Regions from separate parts of the Capsicum annuum genome. Here region 1 is linked to region 2. Evidence: chromatin contacts called from public Hi-C data. All regions are on one chromosome and are shown on one strand. Each heading gives the region's core, a stretch centred on a gene start, on an enhancer-like site or on the middle of the called end of the contact. The rest is flanking DNA. Distances are from core to core; before and after follow the strand shown.

Region 1 (3,370 bases), core at 407-2,906, 370 kb after region 2:
AAGAACCTCATTTAATGAAAGGGTAAAATAGGAAAAATATTTCAACATGTCTCTTAAAAAATGAATAATTTATTTATTTTGAATATTAAAAAATAACTCAATAATTTATTTATTTTGAAATGAAGGAAGTAGATTTTAACTTTGAAACTGAGGTATAGATACACTAACATGAAATTAAACATTCTCCAAAACCTAGACAGATAATATTGCTGTACGAGATGATTTTTTAAGATGTATAATTCTTTTAAAAATGTACAATTTTTTTTTTTAAATGTTAATAGTCATACGCATGAAGACATAAGTCAGCGGAGAATTTGGCTGACTCATTTGGAAAGCACAAAATTTTTGGACAGATTCTTTAAAGAATCTACTGATGTGATTGCACTGTAATCTTTTACTAATACCATCCCCTTTTTTTGAGCTTTTTGACCAAATAGGAGTAGCCCATTTGGTCAGCTTTTTTTCAAAAATATTTATTTTAAATCAAAAATATTTATTTTAAAAAATTGAAGTGTTTGGTTAAGATTTTAGAAGAAAATAAGTATTTGTGAAAAGTAGCAGAAGCTGTAAGTTAAAAAAATAGCTTCTCTTCAAAAGTATTTTTGAGAAAAATACACTTAAAAATATTTTTAAAAGTTTGACTAAATACTAATTGCTGTTTAAAAATATTTTTCTAAATCTATTAGTCAAAAATAAACTGTTCATTACTAATATATTTTTTTAAATCCACATCTGAAAGTAAACTGATTTTTATAAGTTGACGAAATAAACTACCAAGTGAATTGTTGGGATTTTCTTATAAATTTAAAATAAGTAAAATTTTCAAACTCCAAAAGAATTGTTGAAACTTCTTTTCACATATTTACTATTTCATTTAATGAGATTTTTAAATAATTTACACTTTTAGGGAAATAATTTAAAAATAATTAAATAAATAATAATAAAAAGTAACCTATATCCTTAATTTTTTTTTAAAACAATGTGTCATACCCCAATAATAGGGATGAAGGGAGTAATAATTATGACAGTATTATATAGACATTGCATAAATAGATTTTTCTATCCATAATTCCACTCGCCATTATATTTGATTCCTCTTCATCATCATTCCACCAAATTTTTAAAGGGGCACGTGCTTCCTTCTTCATAATGTACCAATGTATGCCCTATACCTAAAAAAAAAAAAAAAGTGACAATGTATGTCATATAAAAAAATATTAAATTAGGTTTTGTGCACTTAATAAATGTATAATGCTTTTAACTTTGTAACGAAAAATATGTGATGGTATTAAAAAAATTAAAGTTTACATTATGCACTTAATAAGTGCACAATTCATTTTTTTATGGACTGTGCACTTAATAAGTGCACAATTTATTTTTTTTATGGACTGTGCACTTAATAAGTGCACAATCTATTTTTAAAAGAATGAATTGTGCACTTATTAAGTGTACAATGTAAACTTTAACTTTTTTAACATCGTTAGAAATTTTTCGTTACAAAGTAAAGTTAAAGGTATTGTGCACTTATTAAGTGCATAAAATCTATTTTGGTGCTTTTTTTTTTTTTTTTTTATATATATATGGCATATATTGATACTTTATTTTTTAGTTGTAGGACATATTTTGGTTCCGGATTCTACCTTTGATCGGTCTGGTCTGGTTTTCCATCTCTATTTGCATAGACATAAGTATTTTATATGACTCTGTATGGATATGTATTTGTACTTTTCTAGCATACATTGTTTCGGTTCTTTTGGCATAACTTTTTAAATAAATTAATTCTTGCATTTTGTGCTCCAAGGTTCTTTTCGATAGAGTAGCAGGTTTTAAGGGCTGAGTTGAATATACAGTGGGATTTTCTTGAGTTTTAGTCTCAAGTCTCAACCAAGATGGACATCACTCTGACGCTAATCAATATGGCATTTTTCTTGTTTTTACTCATATGTTTCTTGGTAGATTTTTTCAAGAATAATGGAGGAGAAGAGGGTTTTGCAGAAACAAGAGAGAGAAGAAAATCCACACTTTTCACTAAGATTACAATTTTAGTGAATTTCTCAATAGCCATTTCTTACTTGGGATTTTGTCTCCATGAATTCTGGAAGTTGAGAACTTTTGTGTTTGAAGAGTCTATTTCTTGTGTCATGACATGGAGTCTAGCTAGTTTAGTTGCAGCCTACTCATCAAACAGAGAGAAAAGGTGGCCATTATTACTCATCATATGGTGGGTCTTTTCAAGTATTTTTGATATAATTAGAGTCTCTCTTCATCTTTTCAACCACTGTACTAATATATTTACAAAAGCCCCACATTTTCTGCCCAAGCCAAATATAATTGATTTTGTTTCCCTACCACTGTCAATTCTCCTATGTTTCAATGCCTTGCCAGCTTTTTCTCCCAAGAAACACAGTGAAACTGAACAGCCATTCCTTAACAAAGAGGTAAATAAACGTGTTTTAAAACACGATGATGCATTTTCTAATGCTGGTATTTGGAGCCAAATCACATTCAGGTGGCTTAATCCACTATTCAAGACAGGCCATGAGGAAAAGCTGAGAGTAGAGCACATACCTTCAATTCCTCACTCTGAGACCTCTAATGAAGCTTCTTCTTTGTTGGAAGATGCGCTTTGGAAAAAGAAAGCTTCTACTTTGTCCCTCCCAGATGGCATACTACATATGATTAGGAGATCACTTGCCTATAATGCAGTTTTTGCAGGTAATTCTTGATTTTCTTCAGGACTATTAAGTTTAAACACTAATGCATAGCAAACAATCAATGCATAGCAAACTTTTTTGTTAACGGTGGTGTCTGATCCACGTCTCGAATATGCTTAGCAAACTAATTACATGCTTCTGTTTATTGTTTTTCTTGTTTTATAGGAGTCAATACAATTGCATCCTATACTGGTCCTTCGCTAATAACAAGCTTTGTGAATTTTTTATCTGAAAAGAAAGATGAGTCTAACTGGCAAGAAGGAATGATCTTAAGCCTTCATCTTCTTCTTTGCCAAAACAATAGAGTCGCTGTCCCAAAGGCAATGGTACTTTGGAGCTCACCGGATTGGCGTTCGAGTCAGAGCAGCTCTGATGGCATTGATATATAAAAGAACATTGTCCATAAAGTGTGGCGGTACAAAAGACGAAAGATCATAAACCTCGTCAATATTGATGTTGAGAGAATTGGGGACTTCTGCTGGTATATTCATGGAGTTTGGTTGCTTCCTGTTCAGGTTATAATTGCCCTGCTTATCTTATACAGGAACTTAGGCGCTGCTCCCTCTGCTGCTGCTCTTCTTTCCACTATATTTGTGATGGTGAGCAACACACCGCTTGCCAGTATGCAAGAACAGCTCCACTCAAAGATAATGGAA
Region 2 (3,363 bases), core at 249-2,748:
AATTCCACCTCTCTAATACCTCACCGGAGGCCTTGCTCATGATCACAAGAACCACCCTTTGTAGCTTTCCAGTTTCCAACCACTCTACATGAACAACACAATCATAAAGAAAACAACCATTTCATTTCCCTACCAAATGATGATCCGAATCAACCAACAACTCTGATAAAATTCTAAAACTTACCGGCGAGTTGGGCAGTCAAGTTGGAAATGAAGGTCTTGACACCTTCATCTTCAGTAAGCAACATTGTGAGTCCATATTTCTTCACTTTTTTAAAACTTTCTTCAGGATATACTCCTCTGTTGTACAAAATGCTGTAAATATAACATAACCCCCACACCCAAATAAAAGAAAAAACAAAATCAGCATTCAGGCAAAATCATTAAAGAACAAAACACACAACACATAGCATTGTGTTAAAATCAATTAATCAATCAACAATGCCCAATGGTTGAGAGGTCTGTCAGATAAATTGATTATATCAATCTGCTCTATTGTAGCCCGGTTTATTCCAATGCAGATAAATAGTCTATCTTTCAAGTCAAACTAAGTTCAGTTTGGTCATGATACTAGGAAATGAAATCCTAAAATGGCGTCTTACTAGAAAGGTTTTCTGAAACTAAAGATTATCAAAGTCCCCACCCCCCACACCCACCCCACACCCAATATTCAAACACACCCAAACAATTTCAGCATTCTGAAAAGAAAAACTAAAGGAAGAACACAGAGCATTTTATTCAATCAAACAATCAACAATGCCTCGAGTTCTATGAAATTAATCCCTGATGAATCGACTATACCCAATGTAATCTGTTCAACGCCCAATAGTTGGTGTCTATCAGATAAATCCATCCGCTCAATTGTAGCCCCTTTTATTCCAATGCAGATTAAATAGTTTATCCTTCAAATCAAACTAAGGGTTTTCTGAAACGAAAGATTGTCAAAGATCATTAAGCAAAATGATGCAATTTGTTTCAATCCAATTCCATTAGAATTCAAGGCAAATTAAGGGTTTTCTAAAACAAAAATTTATCTACACCAGGAACGTGCAAGTCTCTATAATCAGAATAAAATTAAAAAGAGATAAGAGAGAATGGGGTTTGTTAATTGTTACCTATTAGATGCATAACCGAAATATTCACTGACGATTGCGGCTGAACCACGAAGCGTGATTATGTCTTTCGACGCTGTTCTTGACGCCATATCCTAAATCTGATTTCAAAAAACAAAGAAAAATGATTTTGAAGTTTCTAACAAATTGGTTTGAATGTTTGATTGATTGTTTGGGGGAGAAAGTAATATAGTTAGGGTTTTTATGACAATTGAAAAACAAAGCAGAGAGCAACGGCTAGTTTTGGGAAATGACACAGTAACAACGGTCAAGTCACACTTCTTTCCGTCTCCCACTTCACACTAAAGATGGGCTAATGCAAAATTGGGCCCCAATGAGGTACAACTCTTTAATGGTGATTGCTTTGCTAAAGGTACAAATATTCATTTTTGGACCAACCATTTAATTTAGTATAAATAACATAAATATCAATCATTTTGAAAGTAATTACACTCTCTCCTATTTTTTTAATTATTTTACTCTCTTTCCCTATTAATATATATAACATTCTGTGTATATGTTGAAATTTTTATAATATATTTAGGGAGTTGGAATTTTTTGTAATATTAGAAACATAAGTTGTATATTTGTGTAATTTTTAGTTTAATTTATATTCAAAGTTACGAAAAATTAAAAGTTTACTCATTTTAATGAAAAGTTCAGATCAACGGGATTAAAGTTATAAATTCGCGTATGATTTTAGGCATTTTTGTTTGAAGTGCAGCTTTATGAAGGCGTTGGCATTGTATTAGATATTTTGGTTTGAAGTTTTTAATATTACTTATCAAAATCGATTTCAAATTTTTTCTCCCTGAAATTATTCAAATAAGGCCAAATTTTGGACCTTTTAACTAGATTTATAGCCTTGACAAGACTTTGGTTATATTACTATCTAATAAGAGGAAATATCACACAGCTGAACGTCAACATGGTTGCTTCAGTTGTGTGCTTCCCTCACAAAAGTATCACTTGGCTTGGTGGATAAAGTGTAACATTTCATGCAGTGCATTGTGAGTTTGAGCCTTTGTGGCTACCAAATTTGTTTGATGCAGCTGATACTGCTGTTTATTTAATGCAAAGCACAAATATTGACCCACATTAGTTTCGCTCATTCAATGCAATAGAGCCCTTGTTGTAATAGCATCATCTTTTATTTTTTATAATTGTGTATTGTTATTTGTAAAAAAAAAAATAATAATAATTAAAAAGTCTTTTCCAAATATTTTATATATTTAAAAATTATGTAAAAATTATTATAAATCACAATAATGAATAATTTAAAAGATAAATTAGAAAATTACAGTTAAAAAAATTGTTTGACTCTCAAGATTTCATCCATCTCACATAAAGTAATGTAAAAAAGGTAACATAATCACAATAATTAATAATTTTAAAAAAAAAACTAAAAAATTACTATTAAAATAAGTTGTTTGACTCTCAAGATTTCATCCGTCTCACATAAATTAATGTAAAAAAAAAAAAAAAGTAACATAATCACAATAATTAATAATTTAACAAATAATATTAGAAAATTATAGTTAAAAAAAGTTGTTTGACTGTCAGGATTTCATCTGTCTCATATAAATTAATGTAAAAAAAAAAAGTAACATACTTTATTTGTTCTAATTTATGTGGCAGATATCAAAAATTAAACAATTTAATTTTCACTTGAAATTCGAACGTAAAATCATCTTTATTTTTTTTTTTAAATAGCATCTACATATTTGAAAGCTAAGTAATACAAGTCACAATAATTAATAATTCAAAATACTTAAAAGGTGTATAAAAAAAATTATGATAAACAAAAACTTGATTGAATTACAAAATTTCAAAGGTGTCACATAAATTAGACTATGAAAATATTATTTCCATTTATAGATACAATTAATAATAAAATTGAGGTTATACTTATAAAAATTATTTCTATTACCTAATTTTATATTGTTGGACTCGTGCTTTGCATGGTCGCTTCCTGACTAGTCATGACTTGTAAGGCTAACTTCAGAAGTTGTGGGCTTGGTATTCGGTAAAGCCTAACTTCAGATATTGTTTACGGAAGTTTTGGCCTTGACAAGGCATACTTTAGACATTCACATGAGATACATCATTGGGAAAAGGATATGGGTTGACCTTTTTCAAAATAATTGGTGCATGTTTGGGCCATTAAACCTTAATGATCAGTCGGCCCAAACAAATTTCATATTATGATCATTTCATAATTTGGGTCGTTTTGGCTCAGGTAGTTCAGATA

Evidence for each region. Hi-C and Micro-C count contacts between places; a contact is called where the count stands out from the background.
Region 1: a Hi-C map of leaf shows a contact between it and region 2, with 2.3 times the contacts expected there. The contact joins the promoter of LOC107848589 here to the promoter of LOC107846865 in region 2. A contact is called at or near these places in 2 of 5 Hi-C or Micro-C datasets (leaf and placenta).

Annotation. Positions count from the first base shown.
Region 1 is chr11:97,044,785-97,048,154 of UCD10Xv1.1, forward strand. It overlaps LOC107848589 (putative ABC transporter C family member 15), which reads left to right and starts at 1,657. Exons shown (of 12, transcript XM_016693376.2): 1 at 1,657-2,715; 2 at 2,880-2,986; 3 at 2,988-3,138; 4 at 3,141-3,370. The coding sequence starts at 1,890.
Region 2 is chr11:96,674,003-96,677,365 of UCD10Xv1.1, forward strand. It overlaps LOC107846865 (mitotic spindle checkpoint protein MAD2), which reads right to left and starts at 1,499. Exons shown (of 6, transcript XM_016691134.2): 1 at 1,116-1,499; 2 at 185-315; 3 at 1-84. The coding sequence starts at 1,204.